4 separate regions of the Mus musculus genome follow, and all the other regions are linked to region 1. A link is a contact called in public HiChIP or PLAC-seq and promoter capture Hi-C data. All regions are on one chromosome and are shown on one strand. Each heading gives the region's core, a stretch centred on a gene start, on an enhancer-like site or on the middle of the called end of the contact. The rest is flanking DNA. Distances are from core to core; before and after follow the strand shown.

Evidence for each region. Promoter capture Hi-C pulls out the DNA fragments that hold promoters and counts their contacts. HiChIP or PLAC-seq counts read pairs in DNA pulled down with a chosen protein or histone mark.
Region 2: a contact with region 1 is called in a promoter capture Hi-C map of embryonic stem cells. The contact joins the promoter of Wdr27 here to the promoter of Thbs2 in region 1. A contact is called at or near these places in 3 of 39 promoter capture datasets (cranial neural crest and embryonic stem cells) and 1 of 9 other capture datasets (pancreatic islet).
Region 3: a CTCF HiChIP or PLAC-seq map of the NIH/3T3 cell line shows a contact between it and region 1, with 8 read pairs. The contact joins the enhancer-like site here to the promoter of Thbs2 in region 1. A contact is called at or near these places in 17 of 39 promoter capture datasets (the 3T3-L1 cell line, 3T3-L1-derived adipocytes, the HPC-7 cell line and 10 more), 1 of 15 datasets of contacts at CTCF or cohesin (the NIH/3T3 cell line), 5 of 484 Hi-C or Micro-C datasets (adipose-derived mesenchymal stem cells, embryonic fibroblasts, embryonic stem cells and 2 more), 2 of 115 datasets of contacts at active chromatin or transcription factors (embryonic fibroblasts and large pre-B cells) and 2 of 9 other capture datasets (adipose tissue and liver).
Region 4: a promoter capture Hi-C map of the 3T3-L1 cell line shows a contact between it and region 1, with 5 times the contacts expected there. The contact joins the enhancer-like site here to the promoter of Thbs2 in region 1. A contact is called at or near these places in 12 of 39 promoter capture datasets (the 3T3-L1 cell line, 3T3-L1-derived adipocytes, cranial neural crest and 6 more), 4 of 484 Hi-C or Micro-C datasets (the C2C12 cell line, the MC3T3-E1 cell line, nephron progenitors and 1 more), 3 of 115 datasets of contacts at active chromatin or transcription factors (embryonic fibroblasts, embryonic stem cells and heart atrium) and 3 of 9 other capture datasets (adipose tissue, embryonic stem cells and liver).

The regions. Positions count from the first base shown.
Region 1 is chr17:14,690,345-14,697,300 of GRCm38.p6, reverse strand. Thbs2 (thrombospondin 2) reads left to right here and starts at 3,039. Exons shown (of 22, transcript NM_011581.3): 1 at 3,039-3,331; 2 at 5,790-5,938. The coding sequence starts at 5,887.
Region 2 is chr17:14,940,137-14,947,092 of GRCm38.p6, reverse strand. It overlaps Wdr27 (WD repeat domain 27), which reads left to right and starts at 3,969. Exons shown (of 25, transcript NM_175173.3): 1 at 3,969-3,996. It overlaps 1600012H06Rik (RIKEN cDNA 1600012H06 gene), which reads right to left and starts at 3,909. Exons shown (of 2, transcript NM_026451.2): 1 at 3,774-3,909; 2 at 1,154-3,526. The coding sequence starts at 3,480. The coding sequence ends at 2,923. Phf10 (PHD finger protein 10) reads left to right here. Exons shown (of 12, transcript NM_024250.4): 10 at 330-438; 11 at 706-894; 12 at 1,909-2,099. The coding sequence ends at 1,994.
Region 3 is chr17:14,878,494-14,885,449 of GRCm38.p6, reverse strand. It overlaps Wdr27 (WD repeat domain 27), which reads left to right. Exons shown (of 25, transcript NM_175173.3): 22 at 1,735-1,832. Among named protein-coding and RNA genes, the nearest start is that of Wdr27, 61 kb to the left of the region's middle. Within about 2 kb of position 2,894, at least 7 of the 459 cell types and tissues checked have an H3K27ac peak or open chromatin away from gene starts, as enhancers often do. A contact at or near this core is called in the NIH/3T3 cell line, where this site is marked.
Region 4 is chr17:14,844,191-14,851,146 of GRCm38.p6, reverse strand. All of the region lies in intron 23 of Wdr27 (WD repeat domain 27), which reads left to right. Among named protein-coding and RNA genes, the nearest start is that of Gm23352, 56 kb to the right of the region's middle. Within about 2 kb of position 4,151, at least 26 of the 459 cell types and tissues checked have an H3K27ac peak or open chromatin away from gene starts, as enhancers often do. A contact at or near this core is called in the C2C12 cell line, adipose tissue and uterus, where this site is marked.

The sequences.
Region 1 (6,956 bases), core at 1,790-4,289:
ATCTATGGCTCCTAATGGCCATAAGTGTCGCAGTTTTTGAGCCTTGCATGTCAGGACCCTTGGCAGCTCTCCGGAACACTCCCAGGAACGAGGCTCCATGTTCTCTTACAATCTTGTTTATATTCACTCTTCTGACACTCTCTGGAACTCTCTGAGTTTCCTTCTTGCTGCTATGTGTCCCATCGTTGGTTCTGATGCCACTGTTGCTACTTCTCTTTGACCTCTTCTTTGTGTTCCCAGTACAGGCTGCTCTGTTTTTGACAAAGTCAAGAGACAAAGACAAGATCACTTAGAAGGAGACTTTCATTGAGCCTAGTTCTTCAGTACGAAGAGCAGCATGGAAGTGTGCCTTCCAGTTCACTTGAAAAGTGAACTGTTTATGTAACCAGAAAGGAATGTGAGTGACAAGGGCATTTTAATCAGTCATGATCAACTTTTTTTGAAAGTGAAACATGGCATTATACCGACCCCAGCCCTTCTGTTGGGTCACCAGGGGAAGTGCTTTCCTCTGACCTGGATGAATATAATAACTACAGAGTTATCTAGTGTTTACTACTGTGGGCTTTCCAGAGTGGTCATTGCTGAAGCATGTCTTCAGCCATGTCCTGACCTTCTGAGAGTGCTGAAGGATCCTTAGAATTACTGTAAAGTGTACAAAGCCACCAACTCCGCTATGTAGACAGTATGGCTGGTTGCCAGAAAATGGTTGGCTTGGCTGACAGTTCTTTGCCCAGAGCTGCCAGACAGTCAATGGCCACAGAAAGCATCAGTAGTGTGTCCTCAGAATAGACCTAATGAGGGCTCGGCACAGAGCTGACCGCACTGCAGCATTCAACCGTGCTTTCCAGTCTTGCACTCCCACAGCGGCCCAGCCAGGGATGGCCAAGTACCTCTGATCACTATCACTCCTGTCATTGGGTTGACACTCTTCTATTCTAATGAGGGCAGAAGCAGTTGGTGGGAACAGACTTCCTTTGACACGACTTCATCTTAGTGTTCTCCTATATGAAGACTCTGGTCCAGCAAATTAACATCCACAGAGTCCCATAGACACACTCCCTCAGACCTTCCTCTCTCTACCCCTCTCTGTGTCTTGTGCCTTCCTCACATGTTACTTGGATAACCCCAGCTTCTCTATTATCTTTTTACTGGCCCCATTGCTACATCATACCCCTTCCAAGGGCACTGAGTAAGGTGGCTTGGAGAGTCAGTCCCCTTTATGCTATAGAATGGACATGAGGGTCAATGACACCAGCTCCATGATTTCCCTCCTGGGATAGTCCTGTGGTCATGGCTGGACTTACCCATAGCTCTCAGCAGCCACTACCTTAGGAGCCCATTTCAACACTGACCCTACTATGCGTATGTCCCTGCCTGGTGTGTTCCTGGACTTCCCAAGACTCATTGCATATCATGTACTGTCAGCTCTTCCATCAAACTCTCTTGATTTGTCTGTGTGTCTGTGTGTGTGTGTGTGTGTGTGTGTGTGTGTGATATTTCAGAGGTGAAGTCTTTCTACACTTTACTAGCAGCAGGGAGCCCTACAGGCTGCAGAGTATGCCCATCCTGTACCCTATGCCCTCTGCTCTACCCTGGAATCTCTGCCATAAAGGGTCCCACTGTAAGTAGCAGAGGGGCGGCTAGGCACTGAAAACTCTTCAGGGAGCCTGGTCACGTCTCCCTTCAGGCTTTGAATCCAAATATAAATTTGAGTCTAATTATTTTAGTTAAAAATGAAGGTTTTTGCCATTAATTTGGTGACTCAAAGCAATGCATCTTCCTTCAAAAAATGTACTGTTAGAGGCTAATCTTTTGTTTTTGTAAATTAGAAAATAATACTTATTTTAAAATTGTATTATATTTGGCTGATCTGCGTATGGAGGTACGTGTATGTGTTTGGGTATATGTGCACTTGTGTCACAGCATGTGAATCAGAGGACAATTTTACAGGTGAGTTTTCCCCTTCCACCATGTAGGTTCAAAGGTTCCTTCACCTCAACAGAAACACAAGGATTGGAGATCAGCGGGGGGGGGGGGGGGGGGGTTGTGCCTTGTCCTGGTGTCTTCCCTGTCCACTTTGGTTCCAATCTAAGAGGATCCAACACAATGGCAGGGTCCTTCAGTTAAGTCTCCCACCTAGAACAGAAAGTGGCTAAGTACTTTCTCTATTTAATTTATCTTTCCTTTTCTTGAAGTAAGCCCTGACTTATTTATTATCAGGTGTCAACCAGATAAATGTCCAGAAAGCTTTGAGTGTCGTCTATGAAGAATGAAGCCCAAGAGGAGGTTGTGGGAGATGCCACAAATCTACCATCTTCTTTGGGCTCTGGTGCATCACCGCCTGACCAAGTCTTTCCTGTTGACTGCTTTCCTTGTGTGATGAGCCCCATCCCATCCAGCTACCATGCACCCTGGCACTGGCTTTAACCCCCATGGACTTAGGTCTGGCCCTCTGATTCTCACTGAGTTTCTAAGCTGCCCCCACCCTATCTTGATAACCACGAGGACTGCCTCTCACTGCAGGATTCCCACACTTGGCAAAGTTGTCCCAACAAGACTGGGGTGAGGACTGGGCTTTTTCAGGGAGCCAGGGTCACAGAGAATTGCAGGTCTCGACTGAGCAGATGAAGTGAGTTCAAATTAAAATCTTTTCTCCTGAGAAGCGGGTCAGAGATACAATGGGTGGGCTCTCTTTTGTGGTAAATTCATTAAAAAAAATTAATTCTTTGACTATAATAACTTCCCGGCAGTGTGGTAAACTTACTGTCTGTCCTGTAGTTTTGACTGTTACTCACTTGTTTTAGAAAGGCCAGTATCACACTGGGTAATTCGAAACACATTTAAAGCATAGAATTGGCATTTTTTTTTCTCCTCAGCAAAATGGGGAGTCCCAGCCAATCTTGCTGGTTTTATTTATAGCATTTTATTTCCTGAGAGAAGACAGGAAAAGTGAGTCCTGGCCTGCCCCTCTTGTCTGACTCCTCCCCGGGCCCCTGTCTGGAAAGCCTGGGTGGACCTGTAGGAGGGGCGTTAGCTCTGAGGGGCTGGATTTGGACTGGGTAACCAGGTACTCTGAGCAAATGGCGAGACCAGAGGACGAATTATGACACTCCTTCGAAAGAATGAATTAAACGTGCCTCCGCATGTGTCTGATTGACAGGCCTCCTGGGGAAAGGGCGTATAAAGGAGCCGGTCACTGCCGGGAGGCAGAGAGAGCCAGTCCGATGTCTGCAGCCTCCCTGGCCAGGCCTCTCCTCTCCTGCCGCAGCTAGTCCCCCTCAGGACAGACAGAGTACTGGCGTCGGTCACCATTCACTTGCAAACACACCAGGTACCTTTTTATTTCTAAGACATTTCACTGGCTGTGATCTTTCAGAAAAGGCTACGGTTTCCAGGGGTCTAAAGGGGAAGTCCAGCTGTGTCCTCTGACACTTAGCCCAGTGGCGTCCTCACCGTCCTTGCTCTGCAAACTTATTGACCTGCCAAGAACATTCACTGCTGTCTTTGTCCCCGGGGTGGCAGGGGTTGGGGATGTGGGGAGTGTCTTTCGTGGTCTCTCATAGCAGGAACCCTGTGAAGCAACAAGGGGCTTGTTGGCTTCATTCCAAGGATGCTGGGGTTCAGGGAGGGGGAACTGACATTTTCTACTTAAAAATAAGAAAGTTTCTCTACCAAAGTTTGCTATGGAAGAGAAAGCAGAGAAAGGAATGTCAAGAGATCTCTTGAAAATGTAAAAAATAACCAACGGGATTATAGGGATCTGATTCTAAACATTAGTAAGAGCTGAACAAGTGTTGCTGTCATTATAATTATAATGTACAGGGCGGGGAGAACCCTGAGGGGACTGTGTTTGGGTTGCAGCTTGGCTAATTTGCATACAAAAGAGCTGGTAGCCTGGGGCAGTCAAAAGAAAGTGATCTGGTGCTGAAGGAGGAGGGCGGGGAGGGGGGCAAAACAGTAGGAGTTGAAGATGTTTAGAGACACCCAGCAAACACACTTTCACTTCGATTGTTCCTGTGGGGTGAACTTGTGTAAGACCTATAAAAGTGATAATAGCCTGTTGCAGAAAACCTTTGAAAGTCTACTCATAACCTGCAGTGAGGACTTGTGGATGGGGAAGAGTCTGTGTGTGTGTGTGTGTGTGTGTGTGTGTGTGTGTGTGTGACCCATGGAGCTTGGATGCAATTGCATTGGCCCCAGGAGGCTTGATCCAGGACCAAATACTATTCACTTCTTGGTCCCTTTTCCATGTGGGGAAGGCAGCAAGATTAGATGGGATGCTGTTAATGACCGTTGATTACTTGTGACACTCTTGATTGAGCTTGGTTTTACCGAAACACAGTTTAATGGACTCTGTTTGTGTTTGTATGCCTGAGCTGTAAAATGTCATTTTAAGATGGAACTTGTCTTTGCAGAGACAGCATTTGTCCATAGAATAAGGAGAAAGTTGGGGATGGAGTTCAGGGGCAGCTGCCCTGTGGCAAACACCTGCACTAGGGACTCAGGGATAGGGCAAGCTGGAGTCTTCAGATGTGGACTCTGAAGATTCTCTAAAGTACCTGACAAGGTCTACTTTATACTTGAATCCTCAGAAAAATGTCACCTCAAGAACTGACATTGGGAGTCCTCCCAGCCACAGTTCCACATCCTGAGTGTTTGCTGTGCCTCAAAGAGCTCTGGAGATATTTATTTGCATAGGGTCTTTCTCTAGCATCTAGAGAAGTTGATACTTTAAGAGTCAGGTTTTTCAAGCCATGGACAAAGCAACTTAGTGGGAGGGTGAAAAGATTGCCCTCTTTCCACCTGGTTAGAAAAGCTGGTGTTAGCACTCAGGTGACATGGTGTATTTGGCTGCCTCCTGAAATGTACCTAGCGCTCAGTCCATAAGCACTGCTCATGGGGCAAGACCAAGTTCTTGCCCCATTGTCTCCCTCTGGGGAGAAAACTGTCCCTTGGTGGAGGGCATTGTTTCCAGCTTAGCAAAAATATTCTGGAGAGGGGAACTGCTGAGATGTCCTTCTCAATGAGAAGTTATCCCATTGTAGCCATCTTTACAGAGATGAGGGACTACAGTGCACGGATCAGTTTCCACGGAGCAGGGAATGACATGGAACAGAACCTGGCCTGTTGGAGGGGGAGCTGAGAGCTGAGCATGGGGAAGCAAGCCCTTAAGGAGTTAACAGAGGAGCAGAGGAACCAGGCTTCAGGCCAGGCCTCCGACTTCTGATCCAGGGTCTGCTGAGCCAACTTAGAATCCCTGCAAATGGAAACACAGGCCTGCAGGAGAACAGAAAAGTAGGCTAAAGCCCTCGCTGAGGGAAAGTTTCTGCTTGTCCTGAGAAAAATGCACCGAGTTTATTCCAAACTTCGAAATGTAGTTAGTATTGATTGCCTGTAATGAAGCTATGCATAACTGGTTTTCCTGGACATTTACAAAGAAGCCTTTCCAGAGTCTTATCAGCCAGGATATTTGCCTGGGTTCAGGTCTCCTGGACTTAAGTCTTGCAACTGAGCTATAGCAGAGTCCCCAGGGAAACAATGCTCTGGCATATCTTCCACTGGCTCCTCCAAAGAGCAGGCACACTCACACTCACAGGAACCCCGGGTTGTTATGGTGTTAGTACAGCAAGAGGCCTCAGGACCCCCTCACCTCCATGCCAGGGAGAAGTGGTGGGATAAATGCTAGTAGCAGTTGGAAGAATCTGGTTGGAAAGAAAGTATATTATCTAGAGTTTTGCTTCCCACAGTTATATTTGCTTTTGATTTTGTGTGAAATCTGTTTTTCAAAGGTCACGTGAAGAAACTTCCTGGTGACACTCAGGCTGTAGCTGTGCACTCTTCAACCACGAGGTTGGTTTTCTCCTAAGTGTCACAGGTGGAGACAAGATGCTCTGGGCACTGGCCCTGCTGGCTCTGGGCATAGGGCCAAGAGCTTCTGGTGAGTATGGATATATCTTCTTGTTTCTGTGTGCAATGGTGAATTAGCTGCAGACGAGAGACCAGCAAGTGGTTGTAGTCGTATTTTGCATATGAAGCTTTTTAAACATGCTTGTAAATAAATAAAAAAAAAATCAAAGATTTCTGAGTCTGTATAGCACAGAGAGATTGTCTTTTGGAAACTAGGAATTGAGACCAATGCACTGCATCTAGTAGTGAGATACTTACTTCACACAGCTTGTCCTTGGTATATTAGTATAATTTATAAAATAATTCATAAAACTTGGACCTCCATATTTAGTAACAATAGTCACAGAGTCTAATTATTTTAATTGTGTCACTGTCAATACCTTTATAAAAACGACAACATTTATGCCTCTATACACAGCAGTTTATTCTGTGTTTTCGGTTGTCAGTGCATGATGAGAAGCTGTGCTGTGTTTTATCATTCTAGTCTTATTTTGAATTGTTGTTTAGTTTTGATGAGATCTGATGATTTTCTCATTGGCAGCTGAATGGTGACTTCAAAGAGTTACTGATAGGGTGAGGTCCATTGTTGTCTCAAATACTGGTTCATAGTGCACAGTATTTACTATTTATTGGCAGTCTTTCTATAGAAATGAGAAGATGTTTGAGAAAGAATATCATCCTCAGAATGCAACATAGGACTTAGTGGATGGCGATAAAGTCAAAGGTCCCCCTTCCAGCCTCCCTCTTCCCCAGTCCCAAGATGGAGGGGAGGCTGTGCTTTGCCCAAATCTGGGACAAAGAACAGCAGGGCTCAGGGGCTGGAATTCAGGGCCTCCAGTGAGATGTTGTTTATGGATGAAGCCATGTTCTGGGTTCTGGGAAGGCCCAGAACACCTGCTGCACTGTAGTCCTGGAGAAAGCCAGCCTCCATGATAGTGGGTAGCCGGCTCAGGCTCAGCTAGGGTGGGAGAGAAAGACGCACAGAAAGTCTCTGAGCCTTGTCGCGGGGGAAGCCCTTGTGAGCTTATGGCTTATGGCTCTCCAGTCTG
Region 2 (6,956 bases), core at 2,720-5,219, 250 kb before region 1:
TCTGTGTGGTCACTGGTACATGAATTTTCTTTCCCAATTATCAGTGACATTTGGCATCCTATTTCATTTTCCCTTCTTGGTCTTATATAGATGATGTGATGGAGCACAGAGTACTAAATTTAGGCAACACAAGTTTAATGCTGTTTATGGAGTACAGTCTAGGCTTTCATCAGCAGGGGAGGTTTATATCCATCTTATAGCTAGTTGCAGCTTACAAAAAGTTTCATTAGCAAATTACGAAAAGTAAAGAAAAGGTAATAACAGAATCCCTTTTGAACCCATAGTGAGTTCTTCTGGCATGAATTTATAGCCCTCTTCTACCCTTCCAGCCAAAGGTCATTCCAAATGCTCTATGTGGAATTTGTCTGAAGGGTAAGGAGTCCAACAAGAAAGGAAAGGCTGAATCACTTATACACTGCTCCCAGTGTGATAACAGTGGTAAGTAGAGATGTCTCCTTAAGATTTTAACCTCACCCTGAGTGTTGCCTCAAAAGCTAGGGTTTATTGTTGTCAACAAGGTGTCCATCAAAGAATCAACAAATAGTCACTTACTAGACATAGACAAAGCCCATGTATCCTCTACATTGTATTTTGATGTTTTTATAGTGATATTAAGCATGACAGCCATTCTTGGGAACTAATATTTTATATGCCTTAAGTTAAAAGTTCTTTTGTGAAATGCTATTCATGTTGGTTTTGATTTAGGCCACCCTTCTTGCTTGGATATGACCATGGAGCTTGTTTCTATGATTAAGACCTACCCATGGCAGTGTATGGAATGTAAGACATGCATTATATGTGGACAGCCCCACCATGAAGAAGAAATGATGTTCTGTGATGTGTGTGACAGAGGTTATCATACTTTTTGTGTGGGCCTTGGTGCTATTCCTTCAGGTAAAGATGAAAAAAACAAAACCCACATTATCTTGTGTGATGAAGATCTCCTAGCAGTTTTTTTAAGGCTGCATAAATGGCATGAATATGTTCCAAGTATGATCAAGCTGTTATTGTCCATGTCACAGATACTTGATTTTCATCCTTGCAACCAAGGGACCAAAGGACAAATGAGATGGCAGAAAGCCTAGGTTAGGTTTGGGGGAAGTATAGAATGAGCTGGTGTTTTCTCCTAAAATTCCTAAAGTAACAGCACCAGTCTGTCTCAATGGTTTGGTTTTATTTTTAAAGGTTATCTATTAACAAAGTGACTGCGATGTCTTTACATATGCTAAGAGATTTTTATAAAGTGAGGCAACATGACAATTCCAGATAACTTTAGGATGGACACAGATTCAAATAGTAAATCACAGTAATTCTATTAAAACATTATACAGGTAATTGTGCAATTTGAAGAACTTAGTTGCATAGTTAACACCGTATAGTACTCTATAAAAAAAGGGTCCTGGAAGTCCTTTAGAAATACCCAACTTGAATAGTCACTTAGGTTTTTGTAGTAATTCAGATCAAGTGTATGGGATAGGTGCTAGTTTTAAAGTGCATGGAGAGGGATAGAGAGGGAGAGAGAGAGAGAACACTGTTAGAATAGTGGAGGAAAAGGCCATAGAAAGCCAGCTTCTTTAACATGTTCTACATTAGGAATTGTGTTGTTGAGCTTTCAAAAGCATGATGGTATTTGAATTTTCAGAAGGGTAACAGTAGTTTTGTTTAAGGTACAAATGATTTTTACAATGCCGTTTGGCCATGCACTAACGTTCACACTGCATTGGTTACACTGATTAAGGGTTGTTTACATTCTCTTCCTTGGCTTAAGGAACCAGTCTGTACTCCCTCCCACTGAAAAATCCCAGGGAGTTATCACTACAGATAGCTCAGGAATGAGATTAGATGGTTTGTACTCAGTCCTATAAAAATAAAATTCCACTCTATATTAACTAACAATTTTTCTCCTAGGTCGCTGGATTTGTGACTGTTGTCAGCGAGCTCCCCCAACACCCAGGAAAGTGGGCAGAAGGGGGAAAAACAGCAAAGAGGGGTAAAATAGGCTTTGACCCTCATGTTTGGGATATTTGGTGCCAATTTATTTACAACACTTTCATTTTTATGCCAATAAAAACTTTTTTGAAATTAACGATGACCTTAAACATCAAGTTGATTTATTTCTTTATTAGCAACTTCTACCCTTGAAACAAAGTCAGAGAAATGGCTCATTTCCCCAGGCTTTAATTTCATAGTGTTGTTTTTTCCAGAGATCAGCAGAAAGAGGTAGTAGCAACTTAATTTGAAGTATTTCTTCTTGAATATAACAAAGTTACCACTTGTTATGACTCTGTCTTGACCTGATTAGGTAGTATCATAGTTACCTAATAACCAGAAAGCTCCAATCTGGCTAAGCAGAGGAAAGGGCAAATGGCCCAAGATCTGGTACAACAGGATTTGGACTCTAAATCACCAGCACAGCAACAGTTTGTCAATACTTGCTGCCAGGAGAGCTTGCTTGGGTATCAGGTACCATACCCCTACTGTGCAGAGGCTCTGGGAAGAGCGAACCTGTCACTGCATTTTCCACCTGGCTTTAAAATGTTAAAGACTTTAAAACTCGAAGTGCTGTACTTCATTTAAATGTCTATAAATTCTACAGTCATCAACTTCTGCACCAGCAGTAAAGTTTAATCTGATTTATACAGCCTGTTACTGTAATCTTCTTACTCACCTGACTAACCAAAATGCATTTAAACATTTTATTGAGCAGACTCCTTTTTATAGGAATTTTAATCTCTAAAATATTGTGCTTGCTGCTTTTCCTGCTTGGGGAGTAAACTGAGGTAACAAAACTGTATGGCTTTATTTTTCCATCCTAGTCTAGAAAAAAGTAACCAGAGTTTCACCAGGTCAAGTAGCTAGGTTCGCAGCAAACTGTAATCGCTCTGTGAAAATAAGGGTTTGTGCTCCAGCATATTCAAGGGATCAGAAGAGAATTTCAAGCACCAGTTTCAAAATGCTAATCAATATCGTCCAGAGAACTGATTCCTCCTCTTGGGCTGCCTCTTCTGGAGCGTAAGCCTGCTGCTGACTGGCTCCTGTTGGGTCAGTGAAATAGGCAGCCTCTCCGAATGGGTACTGATCCACAGTTCTGTCATAGTATACCCTCATCTCAAAGTCGCTCTCATGGTGAGAGGGGTGTCCATAAATTCCTATCCCGACCGGTCGCTGGAAGTGTGCCGGTATAGAGACCACATCCTGGCCGCAAGTGACAGACTGCAGCTCATAGTCGTCGAAGCTCGGGTGCGGAGTGCTGTCCGACACGTACAGGTCCGCATCCCCTCTCAGGCTCTGCATCCTGAGAATAATTTTACCCTCATGGTTCAACCGCAAGTAGCTGTAATTCCCGGCTCCTATTTGGCCCTGGACCACGTGCAGAAGGAGCCACTCCTCCGGGACGTCGTCGTCTTCCAAACATTTTACCAGGGTCACCACCTGGGACGCCAGGATCATCAACAGGGCGCGCCTCCAGGGAGTAGCCATCGCTGGGGCACTCAACTCGGGGACTCCCTCATCTGCAGTCGCTGTGCTGGGAAGGTACGGGTGACAGGCGTGACCCGAGGTGCTCGTCCACGCAGACCAAGATTCGTGCACCTGGGTCCCGGGAACCGACGGTGGGGAAGGGGAAGGAGAGAAGGGATAAAGAGTAGGGAACAGCAGAGAGGGAGGAGCAGAGGAGGCGGGTGGGAAGAGGGAAGCGGTAAGAGGGACCTTAGGACAGGCCCCTGGGGGCGCAGGTGTCTGGAGAATAGCGAGGTCGCCAACCCCGAACTCACCGCCACGCCCCGCAGGCCACGCAGCACCCGCAGCACCCGGGCTCAGCCTGGAACTCGCCCCAGCTGGCGGAAAAGAGGCCGCGCCCGGAAGTGTGGTACTCCGGAAGCGAGGGCTTTTGGGAACCAACTCCGGCCTAAGGGACCGGAAGTGAGGTAACGCCAGGCTCTCGCGAGAATAGAGCAGCTTTCCCCCGTAACCATAGCGACGCGGCTGGCGTGGTCGGTGAGTTCCGGGGAAAGTGGGCTGGACGGTCGGTGAGGCTGCCAGGGATTGCAGCTTGCGACAAGCTCCCTTGAGGGGATGACTGGGAAGCCTGCTCCCGGATGGCGGAGGGCCGAGCCGCGCCCGGTCCAGCCTTCTCCTCCCGCGCCCCCAGAGCCGCGCGTGAGTGGCCTCCCTAAGCCCTGCAGCACAAGCCCCTGAGTGCGGGCAGCACCGGGAGGGACACTTTTGGATTTGTCTTAAACCATGACAGAAGGGAAATATAAATTTCAACATGAGAACTACTAGTAAGAAATGATTCCTCCCCCCCCCCCAAGCCCACAATTGCCATCACCCCACCCCCCACATTTTTTTGGGAAGTAATTTAGTAATTAGAAAACTTAGTGTACATTTAATCAAGTTTAGTGGCGAGTTCTTTAGCCTTTGCTTTTTCCAGCTTGGCAACGCGAGCCACAGACTTAGGGCCCAGCACGTTGCCTCCTCAGTGGCGACGGATCTCGTTATATCTGTGATTACAATTGATCCTAATAGCTTCCACCAGCTTAGCCAGAGCACCCTTGTCTTCCGGGTTAACCTATGTGAAGGCAACAGTGGTGCATTTCTTCCTGTGGACCAGGCGCCCCAACCTGGGCAGGACAAGCAGGAAAACCACCAGCTCAATGGGGTCTACATCATGGGCAATCACCACCAGCTGAGCCTTCTTGTTCTCCACCAAGGTGGTGACTATATTGACTCCTGCTCAATGGACAGGTGGTCTCTTAGTTGGGACGTCGCCTTTGCCAGCAGCTTTCTTCTCAGCAGGGGCCAGTAGCCTTTGCTTCTTTTGCGTTGTCTCTGGCCTGTACTTGTGGGCAAGCTGTTTGCCTGTCCAGGGCCTGGGTGAACTGGTTAATGGCAGGAGGGACTTTGAGCCGCTTGTAGAGGATGGCTCTTTGCCGCTGCAGCATGATGTAGCGGGGCCATTTGATGAAGCGTGTAAGATCTCTTTTGGGCTGGATGTCCTTCCCAAATGGCGAAATTCGTGGGCCTTTTCTCAAACTAAGGATTGACCACTTTTTTGGCCTCCTGGTCCTTGACACCGGCGATGCTCAGGGTCACCTTCTTCCCTTGGCTGTCTTTCCTTTAGGCATCTTGCTTGGCTGGAGGAGAAAGCATGCACACAGTTCTTAAGACTAGATTTCATGTCTGGAGACTTTTCCTGGTTTATAAATGGGTGGAAAGGCAAGAAGTTCTTTGTCTCATTTTACAAGAACACCAATCGCATCAAGGAGGTTCCACATTCAAGACCGAGATTACCTCCCATTGTCCCTCTGAGCCTTAAGACCATCATCACCTTGGAAGACAGAGTTCAATATGGAATATTTGTGGGAGACACATTTAAATAAGAGCATTAGGTAATACATGCAGTATAATGGCCCAAAAGTTCAAAATTAGTAGGCCAACAAAAGCAGGATACCAGTTACTTCGTAGCTTACAAGAAAAAAAAAAACCAAACAAACAAACAACAACAACAACAACAAAAAACCAACCAACTCCTAAGTATAAAGATAGGATCTTTCATCATATTTGATAATTTAGGAAAGAACCTGAAACCTTATTAAGAACCTAAGTGTCATTTTGCTGTTTTATGTCACTCTGTTAGCTATAGCTATTTGTTAGTGTTATCCTCAATGTCTAGGTCTTCAGGGTACTGGAATTGGAGCTCAATTCCTTTCCTAGATAACGTGGAGAACTTTATCTTTTGATGTAAGTGAAGGTTCAAGGGTATTTTTACGATGCTGCCATTTTCTGTGGGAGCCCATCAGCTGTTGAATTGCCTATTATGGTTTCTAAACGCAAGAATGAAGTGACCTGATTCTACCTGTGTAGCTACTGAGAAACATTTTTCATATTGTATAATCAGAAGGAAGCAATTTTATTTCTTAAGAATACACATATAGAAGGAACTAGTTTTAGCCGAGATGCTCCTTGAGTTAGAGCAATCGCATGTGTACTTGTGTGTAGTGTATAGATAGCTCTTAGTATATCCGAGACGATTGCTCTTTTCTACTGACTTAGCTTTAGAACCAGAGTGCCTTTATCTTTCACTCATCAATGCATTTCTTGAGTTGTTCCCCTTGTCTCACACACACTGTAGTCTTATTATCTGTCTGATGTTCCTGTGTGTAGGATGTCTGGGATATGCTATTCCATGTTATCTCTGAGGAAACACAGTAAGACAGTGGGTCAGGATGGAAGACCCAGCATTACTGCTGTGGCACCTTCACTAATTAAATGGTTAATTCTCTGTGTATTTTTGTCATTTAAAAGTTAATTCCCATTGTGAGGGTGAGTTCAGTGCTGTACTATATAGCCCTGGTATGCTAAACAGTCTCTTGGTTCTGCATAGAACCTGTGTTGGCAACCAGGCCCTCCTCTCCTCCCAGGCAGCTCGCAGGCCTCCAGACCTCTTTCATCCTGTGGTGCCACCTTTTGTAGCCACCCCTCCCACCCGCCCAGACTTTGTATTTAACCACTGTTGAGAGTTATGTAGGTGAGACTTCCGAGGGCCAGGGTTATAAAGTGAGATCTGTTACTCATGCTTCCTCCTGCTGCCCAGGCTAGAGCACAGCCACATGGTTGTACCTGACTACAGGGGAGCTGACTAATGATGGTGAATGTTTTCATAATGTCAAATTCTGAGTCCTGCGCGCTGTTTGTTTGCTTTCTGCTTTTACTTTTAAAGTTTTTGTCAGTATAAGACTTCTACATGATCAAGTCTGTCAGAAGTCCAGCATGAGGGCTGGTGAGATGGCTCAGTGGGTAAGAGCACCCGACTGCTCTCCCGAAGGTCAGGAGTTCAAATCCCAGCAACCACATGGTGGCTCACAACCATCCGTAACGAGATCTGACGCCCTCTTCTGGAGTGTCTGAAGACAGCTACAGTGTACTTACATATAATAAATAAATAAATCTTAAAA
Region 3 (6,956 bases), core at 1,645-4,144, 190 kb before region 1:
ATATCAGATATTTCTTCTTTATTTAAAAAGTGTTCTAAGAACACTTAACAAGTATTTTAGTTTCCTTAATGTTGCTATGGATAAAATACTGATAATTACAACTTAGGGGAAGAAAAGATTTATTTGGGTTATACTTCCAGACACTGTCCATCATTGAGAGAAGGCAGGAACTCATGGGTGAACCTGAGGCAGGCCTGCTTATTCCACACAGCCTTACTCTTGACCAGGAAACTCATTAAATCAGCCAAGAAAGTCAGTAGAAACCATGGTGGAGTATTTCTTGGTGGAGTATTTCTTAATGGAGTATAGGCACTCTCATGCTTAGCCAGTTTTCTTACATAGCCCAGGACTACATGCCCTGTGAATGGTACTGTCTACAGCAAGCTGGGCTCTCCTCTACCAATTATCAATCAAGACACGTCACAGGACAATCTGTTCTGGGCAGTCCTTCAGTTAGGCTTTGCTTCGAGATAGCTCTAGGTTTAACTAAAGTGAGCTTCACAGCTATGATACCACCATGGATCTGATTTCTTGACTATAAATGGAGACTGAGTGGTTTGTTTGCTAAAAGGATGAAGGGCTAAAGAAGTGTACGAATGCTGTCTGGCACAGTTAATCCTTAGAGTGTGGCTTGTTACCACTGAACCTACTGTAAGCTTTAATTTCCTGTTTGTAAATGAAGAATGACTTCTAGGTCCATCTTATATTTAGTTTGTTATAGTATTTCAAGTAGTCTTATGAATTACAGTGTGTTTGAAGAATGTTTTGAGCTAAATGGCTTCTCTGGTGGTGCTCAGTTGTTTTACACAGCCATCTTTCTTCTGGGAGACCACCAGAGTCATCAAATATCAACGCCCAGACTTGCTGAGTCTTTACTCCTAGTGACTTGCCGAGTCCTGTGGTACATAGTCATGTGTTTGATTGCCAAGGTGCAGCTCGGTGTTCTTGACATATGACAACTGCAAGTGGCTCAGTGCTCTTCGTGCCATGGGTGGCATCCAGATAATTTATTGAATAAAGATTATGATCAATATGTGCTGTTTTGCAAACATGTTGGTGAGAAAACATGCTGGTGTACAGACATGCTGGTGTGTAAACATGCTGGTGTGCAAATTTACTGGTGTGTAAATATGATGGTGTGCAAATATCTTAGTCTTTTATCTGTTGCTGTTTTCTAGTTCTGTGGTTCTCAGTGGCATTGAGTGTGGTAAGCACGCAGTCGATATTAAGGTTAGAGTGTTCTTGCTTAGTTACCCTGCTAGCTGGCGTTGTTCAGCCTGGGGTTGTATTCTGAGAATCACATCATTAGTCACAGAGCACAGTTACGTAGGCTGAGATACTTGACATCAACCTTGTTGCACGTGCACTCTGTTATCTACATAGGTGGTTGTGCTATTCATGGCTACATGGAAGGTTTAAGTCCTACTCTAAAGCTATCAATTTAAGAAAGGTTATGTTGACTTCTGGGTTTAGATTCCAGTATTGTTAGGTGTCAGTAGTCTTTACAAGTTTATCTTAGGGTCTGGGAGATGGCTTACCAGGTAAAGGTGCTTGAGGTTAAGCCTGAGGAAGATGTGAGTCTGATCCCAAGGCCCTGCATGGTGGAGAAAGAGAACCAACTCCTGCCAGGTATCAGAGGGATGACTATACATGCACTGTGGCGTGCGTCCCCTCCCAAATTAAGTAAGATGTTCAGAAAGCTCTTACCTTTTGATTTTCCCTATCTGATTACAGGGATCATCCTTTGTAGCCCAGCATTCCCTGGCATATAATCTTTTCCTGACGGCAGCTGTTGGTGATGGGATTCGACTGTGGGACTTGAGGAACTTGAGGTAAGGCCAGCCTGCATCACGGCACTGCCCTGAGGGAAATTGGAGCTGAGCTGGGGATGCAACCTGACCCTTGTTACAGAGAACACAAGGCTGTGACTAGTCTCTAAGCTCTGGAGAAGACTGCCTCCTATACAGATTTGACGCAGTCACTTTGGGATGGTGGAGCATGGGTGCTAGTCTGTTCTCTGAGGGCCACCACATGCAGCTTCTGAGAGTCAGAGATGTGAGAGGTGGCGATTACACTATAGCTACAGCCATGCCAGACCCGGATGTGGTACTTGCTAAGTTGGAGGTACTCAGTCCTCTTATTAGAGTCCTACACCTCCCCTAAAGCTGTGGGCTCTTTCTCTATATCATTTGGGATTTTATAAAATCGGTTTGAAAAATTTATAATATCCAGAAAATGCTTATTTAACATTTCTCCTACATAAAGGTGAATTCACCCTTAGTTTTGTCATCTGTAGGAATTTATTAATTTTGAAAAAAAAAGAGTTTAAATTATTTTAAAGATCCCTTAACTCTATACCATTTAATAATTCTCAATATGAAGTTTTTTTCAAGGATGTAGTTCAGTGGTAGAGTGTCTAGGATGGAAAAAGTTGTGGGTTTGAGTCTCAGCACATACATAGACATCCAAGAAAGCTTTGGTTTTGTAGATAGTAGCTTGTTGATTTTGTAAAGGGAGATGTGTTGGTATTTTTTAATTTGTCTTAAGCTGTAGCAAGCACTTTCTGCCCAGCTGTTTCTCTGTCCCCTTGCAGGTGTGTGCGCTGCTTTGAGGGGCATCCAAACCGCTCTTACCCTTGTGGAGTTGCTTTTAGTCCTTGTGGAAGGCTCATGGCTTGTGGTGCGGAGGACAGACATGTATGTATGTGTGCCTGCTCTGTAGGGTTTCTAGGTGGTGGTATCAAAAAGACCTTGAGCCCCATTGAGTACTGGGATAAAAATCTGTTTCATGTCTGACAGTATTTGAAGGCAGTTACCCAGCATTAGAAGTCCATAATAGTAAGCTGTGATTGCGAACGGCTCATTTTTACTGAGTCACAATACACTCTCACATGTATCACTCATTTCTCCATGTATTAGTCATCCCAGACATGGGTACATGCTCCATGAACGACTGTAATGTGTGGTGTAGGAGCGACAAGGTGATGGCATCAAGTGTTACACTTCAGTGCAGCTCATGTGTAACAAGGCATTCCCTGTCTCAGAGAACTGCATGCTTCTCCCTGTGTAGTTGCCTCTCTTCCTCTCCACCTTTCCTCTATGCCAGATCCATATCTCCTGCAGATTGGGAACTCAGAGATCTTAGAGTGTCCCAGGACTGTGCAACACATTGCCACATAGCTGGAGGCTAAGCCCACAGAGGAGGCCAGCTCTCTCATGAGACCTCTCATAGTTTCCTTGGCTGGAAACTATGCTGCCCCTCCCTCCTCCTCCACTGTGTGCCTCAAATTGCTTTATCTGAAAGGTCACTTGATGGTCACTTGTCTCCTATAAAGTGTCCTCATAAAGTTCCATATTGAGGGTCACATGAGGCACCAAGATGGTGGTACCTAAGCAAGAACCTGGGTCTGAGCTGAGGGATGCTTATGAGGTACTGGTGCAGGGTAGTGCAGGTGCCAGCATTCCTGGTTCTAACCCAGCCCCTAACATAGTCTCCAAAACATGCTCAGGCTCCCATGGGAGAAGAAAGAGACTACTGTCAGCAAGCAGGACAGAACATCAGGATGGCAAGATACGTGCATTTCTTCTTGAGGAGATGCAAATTAAGATCAATGATCACTGAAATCATGGAGAAAAAAAAAAAAGAACAGCTTAGAAAAGACACAACATAAGTAAAGGCACTTTATCCACCATTCATTAGTGTCTCTGGAATACAGCCAAACTAGTTTCAAAACAATGGCAAACTTTACTAGGAAGCTTTGAAGACTTATGCATCATTGACTATACTTTTGTTTGAGGTTACCATCATTTCTTACAAGCCCTTTGTGATTGACACTTTGCATTCAAGTAACATAAGCAAAGAAAAGTGTTTTTCTGAGACGGTCCCTGGTTGACTTCCTATGTGGTGTTTTATATCCTAGCGCTGTGGCTTTTTACAGAAACGAGTGTTTGGCAGTTAAGCAGCACAGGATCCCACTGTCACAGAAAGGAAGGGATCCAGCGCATTGGTTGTTCTTTTATCACGTTAGAATGGAGTGATGGTCATTGTTCTGCTTTTCAGACAGCATTTAGAGCAGCAATGCTAAACCTGTAGGCTGAAAGATATCTTGCATATCAGGTATTTGTGTTACAGTTCATAACTAGCAAAATTACAGTTATGAAGTAGTAACAAAATAATTTGTGGTTAAGGGGTCACTACAATATGAGGAACCATATTAAAGGGTCATAGCATTAGGAAGGTTGAGAATCAACCTTCAAATCAGTGGATTTGTAGTCTTTTATTATGTATATCTGTATGTTCTATATGAAAAAACATATGCAAAAACCGTGCCTGAAGATTAACAAAAGAATCACTGGAGGTTTAAGTGAGAAGAATGGACTTTTTTTTTTTTTTCAATAAGGACAAGAGCATTGGCCAAAGAGTAAAAAGTAACTCTGTATTTCTTTCTTTTCTTTTTTTTTTGATTTATTATTATATCTAATTACACTGTATCTGTCTTCAGACACACCAGAAGAGGGCATTAGATCTCATTACAGATGGTTGTGAGCCACCATGTGGTTGCTGGGATTTGAATTCAGGACCTTCGGAAGAGCGGTTGGTGCTCTTACCCGCTGAGCCATCTCTGTATACAGCCCCAACTCTGTATTTCTTTCACCTGGTATATAGCAGATACTCAGTAATACATAAATGTAAAGCAAGTATATATCTTTTTACTTGTAAATTGTCCTCACTGAACAATTTAAACATTTACCACATCTGTTTGTGATGTATCCAAAACTACAATGATTCAGTCTCCTCAAGAAGCATAGACATCTAAAGAGAAGAACCCACAGCACCTTCCTGTTTGGAGGATGCTGAGACGTCCTTGAGGTTGTTTAAAATAGGACCTAGCTATATAGCTCAGGTTAATCCTCCTGCCTCAGTCCCCCAGCCGCTTTGTTCTCACAAGATACAAATCAGAAGTGTCCAGAGTCCAGAGGGATGCAACTCACCCTCTGATCATGGTATTCACCCACTCCTGCAGGTCCCATTGTAAAGAACCCCACTTGAATGAGGGACTCATATCCAGCATAGTTTTCCATAGAAAGGAATTCCCTCCATAATCTCTGCCAAAATTCACCCCCCCCAAGAAAAAGTAAATGGAAAGGACTAGTTTTATAGAATGAAAATGGAGAAATATTTCAAGAGTTCCTTTGTAGGAAAGTGGCAGGTTCAGGGAATTTTTAATTGACTCTTAAAGACTAGCAATATTCAATAATATCCATTTCAAATCATAAATATCTAAAGAATGTATTCTGATTATTCTTTTTCAGTGAATGTAATTGATATGAAAAACTTTGTAATCTTTCAGAGAAAAGCTTCATTTAGCTTATGAATATCAATGAATAATTTTGAAGTGAAATAGGAACAAATAGAACCCAACATGTTGATAGCATTGTATCACACCAAGATGGGTTTATGTCAAGAAATGCAAAAAGATCAAATACTAAGAAATCTACTAGTAAAAACTTATGCATTAATAACCAACATTAAAAATAGAATTATTTAAGCATCTCTATAGATGCAGAAATGTCATTTTAGTGGAATCGTATATTTATTCATAAATCCTCCAGTAGAATCAAATCTATTAATATTCTCTTAAAATGACAAAATGTTTATCTTAGCTTAAAACTAGCATGTTCCTAAGGAAAAACAGAGGTAGTGCCTGGATAGGAGTGTTAAAGGCTGTCACTGTTTAGCAGGGTGTCAGAGGCACTTGCCTGTTCTTTTAGACAAGGAAACTCATGGATGCCATTATGAAAAGGCACAGTGAATTCATCTTTATTTGTAGAAGAAAAATTGTTTATCTAGAAAATCCAGAAGAAGTAATGACTATTATGAACAAGAAAGAAAAGGAAGTATTAACTTGAAGAAAAGTTTATTTTGCTCCACAGTAGACTTAAAGAAACTTGGTCTTAGATAGAAAGATTCTGAACTCTAACAAACCAATAGTCATCTGGTTTGACTGATCAGTTACTTGTGAAAAGCATTTAGGTGGGAGAGCTTGTCCCAACCATTATGGTGACACTAGGGAGCCTTTAAGAGTAAATCAGAGGATTGTTTCCAAATAAAAGAGTGAACAGATTTTCCACATCCCACATGGACAGTATTAAAAGAACGCCATTCCAACGGTCTTATTCAACATCATACTCTGGTCTCTGGATGCTATCCCAGCTCACAGACACCAAATAACTCTGGTAAACAGGTGGGTCAGCTCTGTATCAGATGTGAGGAGAGCCAGGGATACAGGAGCCAAATGATAGGAAAAAGTATGAGGGTGTTATGGACACACAGGACACACAGTTCTTGTTCATAGAAAGAACAAGAACAAGGCCATGAAAGAAGCCATATGATGAGGCTATCGGAGAGAAGCAGAGGGTATCATAGTCCCTATGGTCACATAGGGAAGTCATAATAGAGAAGCAGGAAGCTAGGCTGGGCATATAAGCCATTGAGACAGCATCAAGGGCTGGAGAGATGGCTCAGTGGTTAAGAATACTGACTGCTTTTCCAGAGGTCCTGAGTTCAATTCCCAGCAACCTCATGGTGGCTCACAACCATTTGTAATGGGATCTGATGCCCTCTTCTGGCGTGTCTGAAGATAGCAACAACATACTCATAAATAAATCTTAGAAAAAAGAGACACCATCAAAGTACACTGGCCAGGGGAGAAGTAGGTAGGGGTCAAAGAAAGAACTACAGCTGATTTTTAAGACACATTGCTTAAAAAAAATCTGTATGCCTAAGATAATAGCTAGAACCATAAAACTAATAGCCAAAGACAAAAATAGAACCAGCACACTAAACCAGGTTGGTCTGCAGGACAATGACGGCACAGTCCCCATGTTAAGGCTTATTTCCCAGATTGGACTCCTGAAGAATGATGACAGCACAGTCCCCATGTCAAGGCTTAATAT
Region 4 (6,956 bases), core at 2,902-5,401, 150 kb before region 1:
CAAATCCAGTGATATATAAAAATGATCATTGCCATGTATTACTCTATGGGTGAGGTGATTTATCATAGGAATGCAAGGTTGACTTAACAAGGGAAATTAATTCATATAATGCATCACATCAAGCAAATAAAACCAAAAACTATTGTCTCAATAGACACACAGAAGTTTTTTGATAAACTTTAAAACTTACCCCTGATACCTTCAACAGCAGCAACAAACTGGAACAGACCTTATGCTCATTTAAAGTGCTGTGTGCAAACCTGTGGCTAACATCATAGTTGACAGTGAGAGACAGATAGAAAGAAAGTTGAGAATGCCCATCTTCCTGCTCTCCTGTCACCAGTGTACTAGAGTCTGCAGTCAGGGCAGTCATGCAACACACACACACACACTCATACACATACCTACACACATACTCTCTCACACTCTCACACATACTCTCACAAACACACACATATACTCACACACACACACTCATACACATACTTACACACATACTCTCATACACTCACAAACACACTCACACACATACCTACACATGAATACTTTCTCTCACACACTCTACAACACACAAATACCTACACACATACTCTCTCACACATATACACTCTCATACACACTTACAAACACTGATACACACTCTCACATTCACACACATACATACACACTGTCTCTCTCACACACTTACACACACACACACTTGCCTTTGAGCACTATTATCAAAAGGAGATTTGTGTTTGCTTTGGGGGTCATCAGTGTCTCCATAATTTGGGGTGAACACGTTGTCTTAGTCAGGGTTTCTGTTATTGCAACAAAACACCATGATAAAGTAAGTTAGGGAGGAAGGGGCTTATTTGGCTTATAATTCCATATTACGGGTCACCATCAAAGAAAGTCAGGACAGGAACTCAAACAGAGTAGGAACCTGGAGGCAGGAGCTATTGCAAAGGCTATAGAGGTGTATTGGCTTGCTTCCTATGGCTTGCTCATCCTGCTTTCTTAAAGAACCCAGGATCAAGAGTCCAGGGATGGAGCCACTCAAGGTCTCCTCCTTTCAGAGAACTGCTAGTCTGTGTGTCAAGGTGATAGAAGACTAACACACATATGCTGTACTGCAGGAGTAAGAGGTTGGGGGTTTCCTTCTGAGGCTCTTTGCTCAGCACACCTTTCTTCAGGGCCACTCTGCATGTCAGCTGTAGGAGCTCATGGAGCTATTTTGTCTCTTCTTGACTTCTGAATCTGGGATCTCTGACCAATAGAGTAGGGTGCTAAAACCTGATCCCAGGAAGTCCCCAGAAAACTTGTGAGTTTCAAGTTGGAAATGTCTTTCTTCTGTTATCTCATGAAATAGTCTCTGTTGCCTTCTTCCTGTTCAGTCACACCTGTTACTCTGACACCAGGAAAATGTCAACAATCCCAGTCACCCCGGGCTCACTTCCCATCTGTCCCTCACCATGTACAGATAGAGTCTCACTTCCCAGCTATCCCTCACCATGTACAGCATTTTCTGATGTCGCACAACATCACATGTCAGTGTCTCCCCATCCTACATGTTATGTTGTCTGAAATGCTGTGCCTGTGTGCCATAATTTCTTCTTCTTGCTGTAGTCTCCCCAGCTTCTGCTAGCTCCCCAAGTCTTGAGTTCCCACGTCCATGGTCATCCTCTAGGAAGGATCCACCTTCTGATGATGGTGTAGTGGGCCTGGTCCAGCTTCTTCGTACACTCCTGTCTTTCTCCACTCACTTAGACCTTAGATTAGAGGTTCTGTCACAATGCTGAACCCCTCCTATGCAGATTTCTCAGCAGCTATGTGGTGTGTCCATCTGCCATTGGCGGCTTGTTCTGAGGTATCATCAGAGTAAGGGCTAGAATTCTCATACCAACTAATAAGTTATGAAGAATACACTTTATCCATGATCTCATTAAATATGCCTGTATCACATCAATCTAGAAAGAAATACCCAAGTTTGCCAGACTTGAGCAGACAGATCATGGAGCACCTATTCATGTGTCAGGTGTGCTGATAGGCTGACCCTCAGCTGGGCTCCTCTAAAGGGTTGTGTGTGATGCAGGCCTCTTCTTTCTGCTTAGAGTTGTAAGCACGTCCTGTGTAACACAGAATTCAGGAGTGAGGCCTCAAAGTGTCCAATACTCTGAGTGCCAGTTTCTGTGTCAGATGCTGTCTCTGTGGAGTTCCATCCACGTTAGCCCACTCTTGGTGTTCTTTTTCCCATCAGGTTTCATCTTCTCTTCATTATCACTCACCCAGAGCATTAACAAATAAAGGGTGATTATATAAAACAAAACATTGAAAACATTTTTATCAAAGCATAAATTTTCAATAGATAAAGTGATTTAAAATGAATTTTATATGATTTAAACAGTTATTTAGAAATTTTCACTTTCATTAAAATTAAAAGTGTATAACTCATATTTGATTTTTTTTATGTTCTAACTTTAAATAAAGATGACATAGTTTAGTTTTCTTAAGACTAAAGAAATCTTATTAACCATTTTCATAGGAAAGAAAAATGGTTTGCAATCCGGATCTGCATACCAATGTTAAGATCAATCATTACAGGTCATGCATGCTCTGTCCAGACACACAGCTGCAGAGAGGAACATGTTATGTGCAAAACAGTCCTTGATGCCATGTGGACCTGTTGTCATTTCTTGTCAGCTCATCTGATGTCAACTCTAGACGATAGCCCAAAAGCAAAATCCAGCGTGTGAGTCTTGCTTTACAGTGTGGGAATTTCTGCTTTCTGGAAGGAAGCTGTTGGTGTGAAAGGTCCTTCTTTTGTCTTCAGTGCTTGCAGCACATCCTTGGCAACAGGCTGTGCTCACGGTGGGCCCATACCGCAGACGATGAACCCCAGGGTAGAGAAAGAATTATCATGGGGGACTACAGTAGGAAAAGATGAAGCTCCAGTGTTGTCCCTGATTCCACAGAACTTCTTTCCAGCCTTCTCAAACACCAATGGAGGCTGAGAGGAGAGCCAGCCCAGAAAACAGAAAGTCAAAAGCTATACAGGACACAGAAGATCATAAACGAGGAAGTCACATAAGGTGCAAAACAGAGACAGCTCATTTAACTGTTGAAAACCAGAGCTAAGAAGACAGTGGGATGTGAGCTTTCATGGAGCTTAGTGTGAAGCAGACAATCAACATATGGGCAGATATGATAAGTAAGGATGGAGGATGGACCTACTGCGTGCTGTGGCAGAGGCAGACTGGGTATAAAAAAACTGCTGACCTCAGCAATGAGTGTGTGTATAAGTGGGTGAGTGCAGTCATGTGCTCCTTAAAGAAACAAGTAATATTGTTTAAAGATGTAATTTTTTTTTTAAAGATTTATTTATTTATTATACATAAGTACACTGTAGCTGTCTTCAGACACACCAGAAGAGGGAGTCAGATCTCGTTAGGGATGGTTGTGAGCCACCATGTGGTTGCTGGGATTTGAACTCAGGACCTTCGGAAGAGCAGTAGGGTGCTCTTACCTGCTGAGCCATCTCACCAGCCCCAAGATGTAATTTTTTAATCATATAATTTACTCCTATGACATGGAAGATCTCATGCCAGAAGCATTTCTTTTTCTAAATTTGCTGCACAGAGCAGAGAGGTGGACTGCCCTGGGAAGAGAAAGGGAAGGAAGGAGGAAGGGAATGAAAAGGTCCCCAGAAATCTGCCCTCCCATCTGAGAGCAATGCCATTGGCCCAGCAACAAACCCTAGCAGTCTTGCACACGGTGGAGCCAGCTATGCAATATGAGTGATCCAGGGAGCCGTGAGTCAGATTGTGTACAGACCAGGTCCCAAGTGTCCTCTGTAAATCCACAGTGTGACGGGTAGAGGTGCAGAGCAGTAGGGGACAATGGAGAGGCTCTTTCTGAACAAAGATTTCCAAGGTACGTGAGAAGGAGGGATGAAAGCTGGGCACATCTCTAGTGTCAGTCACTGGCTCTGTCCTCTGCATGGCATTTCTCCTCGAGGTCTCTAGGGGCTCATGCAGCACGTGGACACTCAGCAGCAGGGCGACTGTTTGGATTTCAGCTCTTGAGCCTTGGCCATGGAAGATGGTTCAGATTATGTTTAATGGTTGTTGATCTAATATCTGGCTGGCGAGGATATTTGTCCCTGATGGTCTGGCAAAGCTTTCAGGTCTGCAAACACTCATTGCTGTGGCCTCCAGCCCTGAGCACACTGTGGTCACACTGTAGGAATGTGACAGTTGGACCATAATTTTAGTTCTGCTCAATTTCTTTGTAAGTGATTTATAAATCCAACTTAAAAATGTATCTCAAATAAGCTGCAGCAGTTTTGTTCTTCTCAGCACATAGGATTCCAGTTACACAGCTGGTTCTATTATTGAACTTTGCTAATGAAGTTTGTGAATTATAAGAATGGCAAGTATGTTTTACTCAAGGACAAGCAGATTAAAGAGAGCAACAGACTTTGAAGGGAGGCAATACAATAACAGTGTCTGACAGATAAGCCACTCATTGTATAGACTTGTGCAAGTGTGGGTATCTTTGTGCTAATTGTTCTCAAGAACAATTAAGAGAAGGATTCAATTGATAGTTTGGCTATGATAAAACAGACTTTCTTTAATAGAAATTGCATGTAATATGTAGTTATTTGTGAAAATGTAAGCTGCAATGACAGAAAATATATTGTTGGAGTTACTGTTTTATAACTGCAGAGACAGTACCTCTTAACTTTTTGACTTTTTTGTTCATTTTTTTTTTCAATTTGTAAAAAGAAATAGTGCATATTCTTTCGGGAAATAGAGTAAACAAGCCAGGTGTGGTCATCGGGTCTGTAATCCCAGCTGCTCAGGTGGTTGAAGCCAACCTGAGTTAGTAAGATCCTATTTAAAAAACTCAGTGGCAGAGAGGCTCTGGGTTTGACCCCATCACAACAAAATAAATACGTGGAAGGGATGTGCAGGGGGAGGTAGGAGAGAGACAGAGACAGTGAGATGAGAGAAAGGGACAGGGAGGGAAACAGCAAGCACAAGGGAAAACATGACAGCTCACAGGCATGGACACTCTAGAACTCTCACATATTTCTTTCTGAGCATATATAGGTCTGTATGTGTTTATACTTATATACATCCACAGGTGAAGAAAAAGAAGATTCAGTTACAAATACCATTTATTTCTCTTGTTTTCCACCTAATATTTTTAAAGTTAATTTTAGGATGACCATTTGGGTGTAATCATATAGAAATGAAGTTGGTTTCTGTATATTGATCTTTGTGATCCAATTGGACTTGCTTATTAGGTATAATTGGTTTTGACTGTTTCTTACTTTATGTGCATATGACTCTACCATCTGAAAGATCAGTTTCAGGTCTTCCCACTCCAGGTGAGTGCAGTTCTCTTTATTAACTTCCCTTAGTATAAGAGTAGCTATCCCTTGCTCACAGTCAGCTATTGGATGGATCACAGGGCCCCCAATTGAGGAGCTAGAGAAAGTACCCAAGGAGCTAAAGGGATCTGCAACCCTATAGGTGGAACAACATTATGAACTAACCAGTACCCCGGAGCTCTTGACTCTAGCTGCATATGTATCAAAAGATGGCCTAGTCGGCCATCACTGGAAAGAGAGGCCCATTGGACTTGCAAACTTTATATGCCCCAGTACAGGGGAATGCCAGGGCCAAAAAGTGGGAGTGGGTGGGAGGGTATGGGGGACTTTTGGGATAGCATTGGAAATGTAAATGAGGAAAATACCTAATTAAAAAAAAAGAGTAGCTATCTTTGTTGTGTTCCTGATTTTAATAGACACTTCCAGGACTTTGTCATTAAGGATGATGTCAGTTGTGGGGTTTGCATGCTGGGCCCCATAGTGTGCAGGGAAGCCCCCCTTATTGCTAGTCTGTTTGGTGTTTTTGTAATCATGAAAATGTTTAATTTTTGTGTAATTGTTTTTGTCTGTTGAGATGACCATGTGGTTCACGCTTTACTCAATTTCTACAGGATATCAAATGAACTCTTTTTTTGTTGTTACACGGTTCCTTAACATAACCTGTTTACTCTGTGTAATGCTACTTGTATTTATATTTTCAGAGCTGACCATCAGCACTGGGTGTTCCTCCCTGGGGAAGACAACCACTCCTGCTCCCAGCTCTCGTTGGTTACTTGAAGTTTGTGTAGAAGTGAATAGGGTTTGTGTAGGGAGAGGCCTCATGGACTTTTCTTCACTTAGTTTGGCATGTCCATTGACATCACCATCTTTCAGCTCAGATTTAGACAGTTATGTTGGTAAGGCCTTATAGACATAGCTTCTGATTGAGACACAGTCTCACAGCAACCTTCCCCACCCTCTGGCTCTTCCAGTCTTTTTGACCCATCTTCTACAATGTTCCTGGGGCCTTAGACTGGGGTATTGACATCAGGACTGATGGGGCCCACAACTGTGCATTGTCATCAGTTGTAGTTTTCAGTAGTGGTCTCCATCTAAAAGAAGATTCCTTGATGAAGGGTGAGGACTATACTTACTTCTCTGTGATATAAGGACAGATGTTTATAGATACCTATTAGGAATTATGCTGGTTTAGTAAATTAGAGGTTGAAGATTCTCCTCTAATAGCCATGAGTTCAGTAGTTATGCATAGTTAGCTAGGTTTCAGTATCAGGCATAGTTTCCGTCTTATTGAGTGGGACTTAAGCCTAGCTGTTGGCTATTGCCAAAATGCGTATGCAATTACTGCACCATTAGGGTTATTGTCTCATGCTGGTTGTTGATGTGGCACATGCTCATCATGTCTGGGTAGGACTGTTGGCTGTCTCCCTTCTTTGAACCTTGCATGATACCTTCAGAGGATAAAAAATAAGAGAGAGTAAAGAAGATGAGAATGAGTTAGGGAGGTGTATATAATCAAATCTATTAAATATTTGTATAAAAATGTTTTAAGGAAACACATTTCATAAATTAAATATGACAT